Linked DNA regions of Rattus norvegicus: region 2 is linked to region 1. Evidence: chromatin contacts called from public Hi-C data. All regions are on one chromosome and are shown on one strand. Each heading gives the region's core, a stretch centred on a gene start, on an enhancer-like site or on the middle of the called end of the contact. The rest is flanking DNA. Distances are from core to core; before and after follow the strand shown. Region 1 has its middle 63 kb from the start of Ndrg1. Region 2 has its middle 79 kb from the start of St3gal1.

What was found. Hi-C and Micro-C count contacts between places; a contact is called where the count stands out from the background.
Region 2: a Hi-C map of kidney shows a contact between it and region 1, with 4 times the contacts expected there. The contact joins two enhancer-like sites. A contact is called at or near these places in 7 of 12 Hi-C or Micro-C datasets (the A7r5 cell line, hepatocytes, kidney and 3 more).

Annotation. Positions count from the first base shown.
Region 1 is chr7:100,676,068-100,679,423 of GRCr8, forward strand. No RefSeq gene overlaps it. Among named protein-coding and RNA genes, the nearest start is that of Ndrg1, 63 kb to the left of the region's middle. Within about 2 kb of position 1,909, at least 28 of the 93 cell types and tissues checked have an H3K27ac peak or open chromatin away from gene starts, as enhancers often do. A contact at or near this core is called in liver, where this site is marked.
Region 2 is chr7:100,721,672-100,725,323 of GRCr8, forward strand. No RefSeq gene overlaps it. Among named protein-coding and RNA genes, the nearest start is that of St3gal1, 79 kb to the right of the region's middle. Within about 2 kb of position 1,945, at least 10 of the 93 cell types and tissues checked have an H3K27ac peak or open chromatin away from gene starts, as enhancers often do. A contact at or near this core is called in liver, where this site is marked.

The sequences.
Region 1 (3,356 bases), core at 659-3,158:
AGGTAGGGTTGGACAATGAGTAGTCCAGAGAACAGGCAACTGATCTCCATGGATCCTGAAGAAATGAACTAACACCCCTTTTTTCTAGAAACGCCCCCCTTCAGTCAACTGACCCCTCCAGAGCAGTGAGGTAATGCATCTGCGTGGGTTTCAGTCATTCACAATATGGCAGATAGCCTAAAGATGAATAAACCCTGCTCACAGGCCCCTTTTGGACACCTCTGAGAACCTCTGATGGCCTAAAAAAGAGGTGGTGGCCCTAGGACAGAGGGAAACCCCTTTACCAGAGAAAAGTCTGACAACTGGCCAATGGGAAGGAGACTGAGAAGAGTCGTTGTATACTTTGTTTAGCCTAGGTTCAAGAGCAGGCCAGGCAGATCAATGGGAGGGAAGCCTTTTAAAAAGACAGAATATGATGTAGCCCAGGTTGGCCTCCTTGCTAGATAGCTGAGGATGATCTTGAACTTCTGATCCTCCTGCCTCTACCTTTCAAGTATAGAGATAACAGAATCTCACGACAGTGCCTGGTTTATGAGACACTGGGGATCAAACTCAAGGCTTTAGGCATGCTATACAAGCACTCTTGCACCTGAGCTATGTCACAGGTCCAAGAAACTGGATAATCTCTTGGGACTGGGTTTTAACCAGGAAGAATCGGGAGTATGTCTTGGTCTCTGAGTGGATCCACAAATGTCAAATAGCCTTCCACCACCCTTAAGTTCTTTCCTCTGTGTCCGTCATCCCCTAGTTAAATGATGACTGTGGGGGGAAAAATGGCAGAAAAGGCTCCCAGCCTAGTAGCTTCCTAGTCTTAGTTCTGTTCCCTGACCCAGATGCTGATCGAATGTTCAGCAACTTTCTCTGCAGAGGAGTCTGGGATATACCTTAGGTGCGCAGCATGTGGGAACTGTTGGATTGTTTTGTAGCGACCTGCACTGGTGTGGTAGAGTGCTTCTCATCCATCCACTCTACCTCCTATGAGCTAGAGCAATCAGCATCCTTTTCTGCAGCTTAGGGGAGGGAAGGTCCTCTGTAGGCTGCCTCTCTGGTGTCATCCTCTATTCTGTAGCTTGTGGGCTGAGGTGAGGAGTGTGAATCTCCTTTACAGTTCCGTTAAAACCTCTGTTCCCTCAGTGCCTTTCACATCCTTGGGACCTTCCTGGTGCTCACCTAGGGTGTGAACACCCCTCTCCCCTTAGCCTTTCAAAGCATCAGACCTCATGCTTTGGGCAAAGGGAGGGCCACAGAGACTTTCTTGAGAAGCCCCTGATAGTCATCCCTGTATTCATTCAAGCAGCATTTCCTGAGGAAGAAGTTAGCCCCGGGTCAAGACAGGCAACTAAGTCAAGAAATAAAATGATGGGCGACGGTGTCTCGGCTAGATGGGGAGCGTGTTTTGTGTCCTGCAAAAGGGAAGGTGGTGCTCCGATGTCCTTTTGGCTGAGCACCTGCATAGCAGAGAAGGAGCAAAAAGAGGAATTCTCAACCTCCAAATCCTACTAGCTGAAAACCAGGGGTCACTGGCAGGCTATCTTCTCCTCTATGCTGGAGAGCCCTCTCCCCAGAAAGAGGCAGATCTAACCACAGGAAGAACAAGACTGGAGAGCCTCGCCCACATCTGCTACTTCCAGGAGCCTTGTGAGAGAGACTTTCTCTTTTGCGGATCTAAGTTTAGAAAGAGCAGGGGGCGCGGTGTGGGTTCACCTGCAGCACCTCAAGGGGGCCCTAAGCTGGTACTCTGGGATGGGTGTGTTCTTCCCTCTGGCCCTGCTTCACAGCTGCCTTCCCAGACTGAAGGGGAAGGTGAATTGAAGCTCCAGGAGGGCGGTGGCTCTGGCAGCCACACCCACTTCAAGACCTACAACGTGCAGCAGCTCACACCTTCCCAGAAATCACTAGGCCGGAAGTAGCCTGAGCTTGGCCAGGTCCACAATGGGCCGCAGGGGGAGGGTTGGAACGTGCAGCCTGACACCTGCACTCCAGAAGTTTGTACTGGGATCAGGCAGCTGCTCTTTCTTCTCAGAGGCTTGGGAAACTCCTCCCCTCTTAACCCTCGTCTTCTCTTCAATTCAAGCTTAATCACTTGCTTTAGGTCCACTGAGCTAAAGCCCCTGCAAAGTGAAAGTAACTCGCTTTGTCCTTGGTTCTGCATAGTTCTGTGAGGAAACTGCTTCTGTGCTGGAACAAGGGCCTGACGAGTAAATCCCCGCCCCCGACCCGTGATGTTGGGCGGGGTGTTGGGTGTGAATCATAGACTCAGATCCCTTCTGCCCATTTTAGAGAAAGGAACTGAGGTAAAGAAGAGGGAGGTGACAATTCGGGGAGAAAAGACACCATAATCTTGACATGTGGCAAAGGAATTGCATTTGTAACTTTATTCCAATCAAATCTATTACATTCCAGAAACTGAACTACCATGACTGCTAAGTGGGTACATTTCAGGAGATATAAGGTCCCGGACACCCTTCTTCTCAGGTTCAGATAAGTCAAGAGTTTTATGTAAGTTCACACAGCCAGGAAGTGGCAAGGTCAGAGAACAGGAAACCAGTAGAGTTGGGATTTGAAGCCTGGCGTTCTGAGGCTGGCTTCTGGAAGCTTCCTTGATGGTGAACTACTGTCAAAGATATAGTGTGTGCCACTTTTGCTCAGGTCTGGCTCTCCTCACTCAGTGCTTAGACTGCCTTTGCCTCTGGATACTGGGATGCCCTTGGAGTGGTGGGATTAAGACATTGACTGACAGGTGGAAAAAATGCTTGGCTTGAGGCCAGAGAAGGTAGAGAAGGGGTCGAGGTCTAGATAAACAGCCAGGATGAAAGATACCCAGAGTTTCACATGCTGCAGAGAGGAAATAATCAGGACTAGTCATGGGACTTGGGAAGATGCTAGGCTGTATACTGCTGGCTCAACAAGGTGTGTGTTTGGGACAAGGTTGAGGTCAAGGCCAAGAGCTCTGGAACATGACCACTCTGCCATTCTTCCAGAGAAGGGCCCCACACAGAACATAGCTGGAAGCAGGGGCTCCTGTAAGAAGCTGAAGGTGCATGGGAAAAACCCCACCCACCTTCCAGGACAGGCTATCCAGGTTCCAGCATGGCTGAGCACTTGGTGGTCAGAGAATGATGGGCCCATTGCTTAGTTCTTAAAACTGCATCAGGCAGCAGCCTGTCAACAAGGCTCCACTGAAAGTCACAGACACAAGGAAAGTGCTAGGCGGGTACCTCTGCCTGCTCCCCTGACCAGTTTTCCGAAAGGGTATATTCTCTAGAAGGGAAATGGATTCTGTTTTTAAATACTGATTCATTTTGGAGAAACCTAAAAATAGTTTTAGGAATCTCAAGAGATGACTCAGTCAGTGG
Region 2 (3,652 bases), core at 695-3,194, 46 kb after region 1:
TCAGCCTGCCCTCTGTTCCTCTGACCCCAGTCCCCAAAGGAGCTTCCAGTCTTGCAGGGTGCTGCATGCCAGAGATTCCTGCCTCATCTACCTCCTTCCAAATAAACCCTACCTCTTTCTCCCACCCCCAGGACCCACCCTGCTCTGCTCTGTGGTTGGTTAAGCAGTCCACCCAGAGGTCTCTGGCATCCCAGCTTGCAGAATTCCTTCTAGGTCTATTTTGCACTGGACAGAGAACATCATGGTCTCACGAAGGTTACCAGGGTTGTTTGCTGTGAACCCATGGACACAATCACTGTCTACACCTTCCCAATGAGAAACTTTGTGGCCTCTCCTCCTTGGCTCTCAGCAGGGTTTTAGGAAATAACATGGATTATGGTCGCTGAAGTACACAGGAAAAGTCAGAACTTGGAATACTCTACAAAATTCCTGAGCACACTTTGGTCTAGCACAAAGAGATCTTTTGTTCTAGGCATCAACATCAAGAGGACATTCTGTAGGAGGTCGCTGTCTAAAACTCCCCTTTGACCTGAGCCTCTGGCTGCAGCCTTTCCTCTCCATTCCACTTAAGGCATAGGATCCAATCTTGCAGGGTGCTGCATTCCAGAACACTAGAATGAGAATGGGGAAAGATCTTCAGAACTCCCGCTATGTGTCAGAATTCGGCATGCCTACTGCCATATAGTCATAGGCCCAATAGCTTGCAGCTTTATTGGGGGTTGAGAGGAGGGGTGAGGTTCCAGGAGATGGCTCAGCAACTAAGAGCCCCAGCTTCTTTCTAGAGACCCAGGTTCAGTCTCAGAACCTACATGGCAGCTCACAGCCATTTGTAATTCCAGTTCCAGGGTATTCAAATGCCACTTTCTAGCCTCTATTGGCACAAGGTACATATGTGGTGCACAGACGTACCTGCAGGGGAAACACTTGTATATATAATAAAATAAAATAATAGTAAAGAGTTTTTCAAAGGGTTTTTTAAAAGGAGGAGCCCATTGTGAGGAAGTTAAGTCATTGGAGACATGCCATTCAAGCAGATGTTGTGAACCTGCCCCATCTCCTTCTCCCCGTTTTTTCTAGGTAACACAAGGTAAATGGTTTCTATCTCCCCAAAGGTCCTTAGTACAGTATACTGCCTTGTCACAGATACATGTCCAGGAATTGAAAGCTCTGAAAAACTGTGAGCCAAAATGAAATTATGTATCTCAGGCATTTTGTAACAGCACCATAAAGCATGCTGGTATACCTCTTAAGCTCCAGATGAACCCTGGAGTGGTCTTAGAGCTTTCTAGTGAGTCGGGGATGACACCCTTTGTCTTTGTTTTGGGCGCCAATACTTCCTCTCACCTGCATATATGCCTATCTACGGTCTAAAAACTGATGCCTTTCTCTACTTAACCAACTCTTCCTGAAATTAGGTGCCAGGCTTTGGACTAGGCCCTGAATGTACATGGAGGGTTCCCAGAGCAAAGAAAGAATAAAAACATGAATATGAGAATTTGGGGGAAGGGGCGTTTTTCTTAAGTCATGTTGAAGGGATGGGACAAGGTGACTGATCCTGCTGATAAGAATGGAGAGTCCAGAATGCTGTTCCTTAGATTCAAAAGGCTGTTCGTGTCCCTAAGAATCATGGCAACTAGTCCTGCTGGCCGAAGGACAGGTGCTGCAGGCTGTGTGGCTCTTCCCACCACAGCTTGGATTTAATCTTGGGCATGTGGGCAGAAGGAGGAGGATTTTGTTCAGTGCTAGTTTTCTAGGACACCGGCCATTGACAATGCCTACGTGTATTAGGACATCTAAGTGTCTGCTGTCCACACCATAGTGGCTCCAAATGGCTTCATATCATATTTTCCACCTTCATTCAGTGAGTTCAGCTGACAAACGGAGGCTGGCTTGTGCACCAGGAAGTCCATTTCCAGGACGTGCAATGCAATCTCAGCTCTATTTTTGGAAGACTTCTACGAGTTCCTGTGAGTTCGTCAGAAGCTCACACAAAGCCTCTGCAGACCAACAGGCAGTGGGAGGGTTCAGCTTCTGTTTGCAGAGTTCCTGGATCTGACTTTTACCCCTCTTCCATCACTAGGGTCTGCTGCAAAGAATGCTTAGCCTGTGCGCCACAGCTGGGACTTAGAAGGATCCCAAACCACAGAACACAGGCCTTGACTTCGTGTCTGGGTACCTCTGAGCTCTCATCACTGGCCAAGAAATGTTGATGGTTAGCCCCAGGTTCTCCTCTAGTAAGGAGAAGCTAGGGAGTCTGTATCTAATCCTTCTATCCCTGCAAAGCCCCTGGGAGGCTCAACAAACTTGTTAGCCTCCCAGGGTCTTATTTCCTTTCCATACTCTTGGCGAAGGAGTAGCATGCTGCCTCTGAAAGAGAGCCATTTATCAAACCAGAAGACAAATTTGAGATGCCATCATTTGTTATCTTATTGCTTTGAAAATTCAGCCCACAATCAGGCACTCGGAAATATAATCCTGCCCAGCCCTAGTACATTTGTGATGTATCATTGCCACCTCTACCTAGTTGTAAAAAAAAAAAAAAAAAAAAAAAAAATTCCCACCATCCACTCAGAATAAAAGCCTCTACCCATTCAGAAACTCTTTACCATAGCCTTCCCCCAACGTCTAACCTCTCCTTACCTTCAGCCCCTGTAAACCACTGTTGTGTCTTCTCATTTTGGGAGACAGAGTCTCATTTAGTTCAGGCTGGCCTCAACTTTGCTGTGTAGCCCTGAATCTCTTGCCTCCATTTGCCGAGCACCTGGTTACAGGTGTTTTTACCATGTCTGGCTTATACCATGTTGGAGTTCCAACCTACAGCTTTGTGCAGCCTACGTAGGGATTTTCCCAATTGAACTGGGTCTTCGACCCTTGTTCTGCCTTTGGTTTGTGTGAATTTACAGACTGTGGACAGTAAGGATTCATAGAGCAGGCAACTTGATCAGGCTTCTGTCCCTCAGCACCATGCTTTTGATGGTTGTCCACACAGAAGCATGAGACTTGAGTAACTTCTGTGACTGAGGAACATATATCCCTGTGTGGGAGGAGCAGCCATTCCTCCCTCCATTCTGCTGCCGGATGAAGGTGGGGGTTGCTCTCTGTCAGGAATATTGTTTACCTGTCAGGAATATTGCTGCTGTGGGTGTGGGTATTTGCAAACCTGCTTGCAACTATCTGCCATGCATATCTAGGAACAGAGTTGCTGGGTCATGGGCTACCTTGGCTTAACTTTTTGAGGATCTGCCAAACTACTTTCCTCAGCAGCAGTGCCATTTCCTCCAGGCAGCAAGGCCCAGGTGTGCCAGCTTGCCCACTTCTCATCAACACTGGTTCTTTTCCACTGTGCTGATTCCAACCATGTTCGCTGGTGTGTGTGGAGTATCTCCCTTGGGGTCGTTGTGAGTTTGCTTTCTCCTAGTGGTGAATGCTCTTGAGGATCTTATCTTCCATTTGTTCATTTATACGTCTCCTTTGGAGAATCATCTACACAAATAACCCCTTCACTTTTTATGTATGTATTTTATTTGTGAGTGTGCGTATCGTGCCAGCAGTGGCGGTGGTGGCTGTGGTGATGGTGGAGGTGCTGCTGCATTGTTGCTGTGAGGAGAGGCTCCTATTTCACGGGGGATGTAGCCTGACAGATGAAAACCCC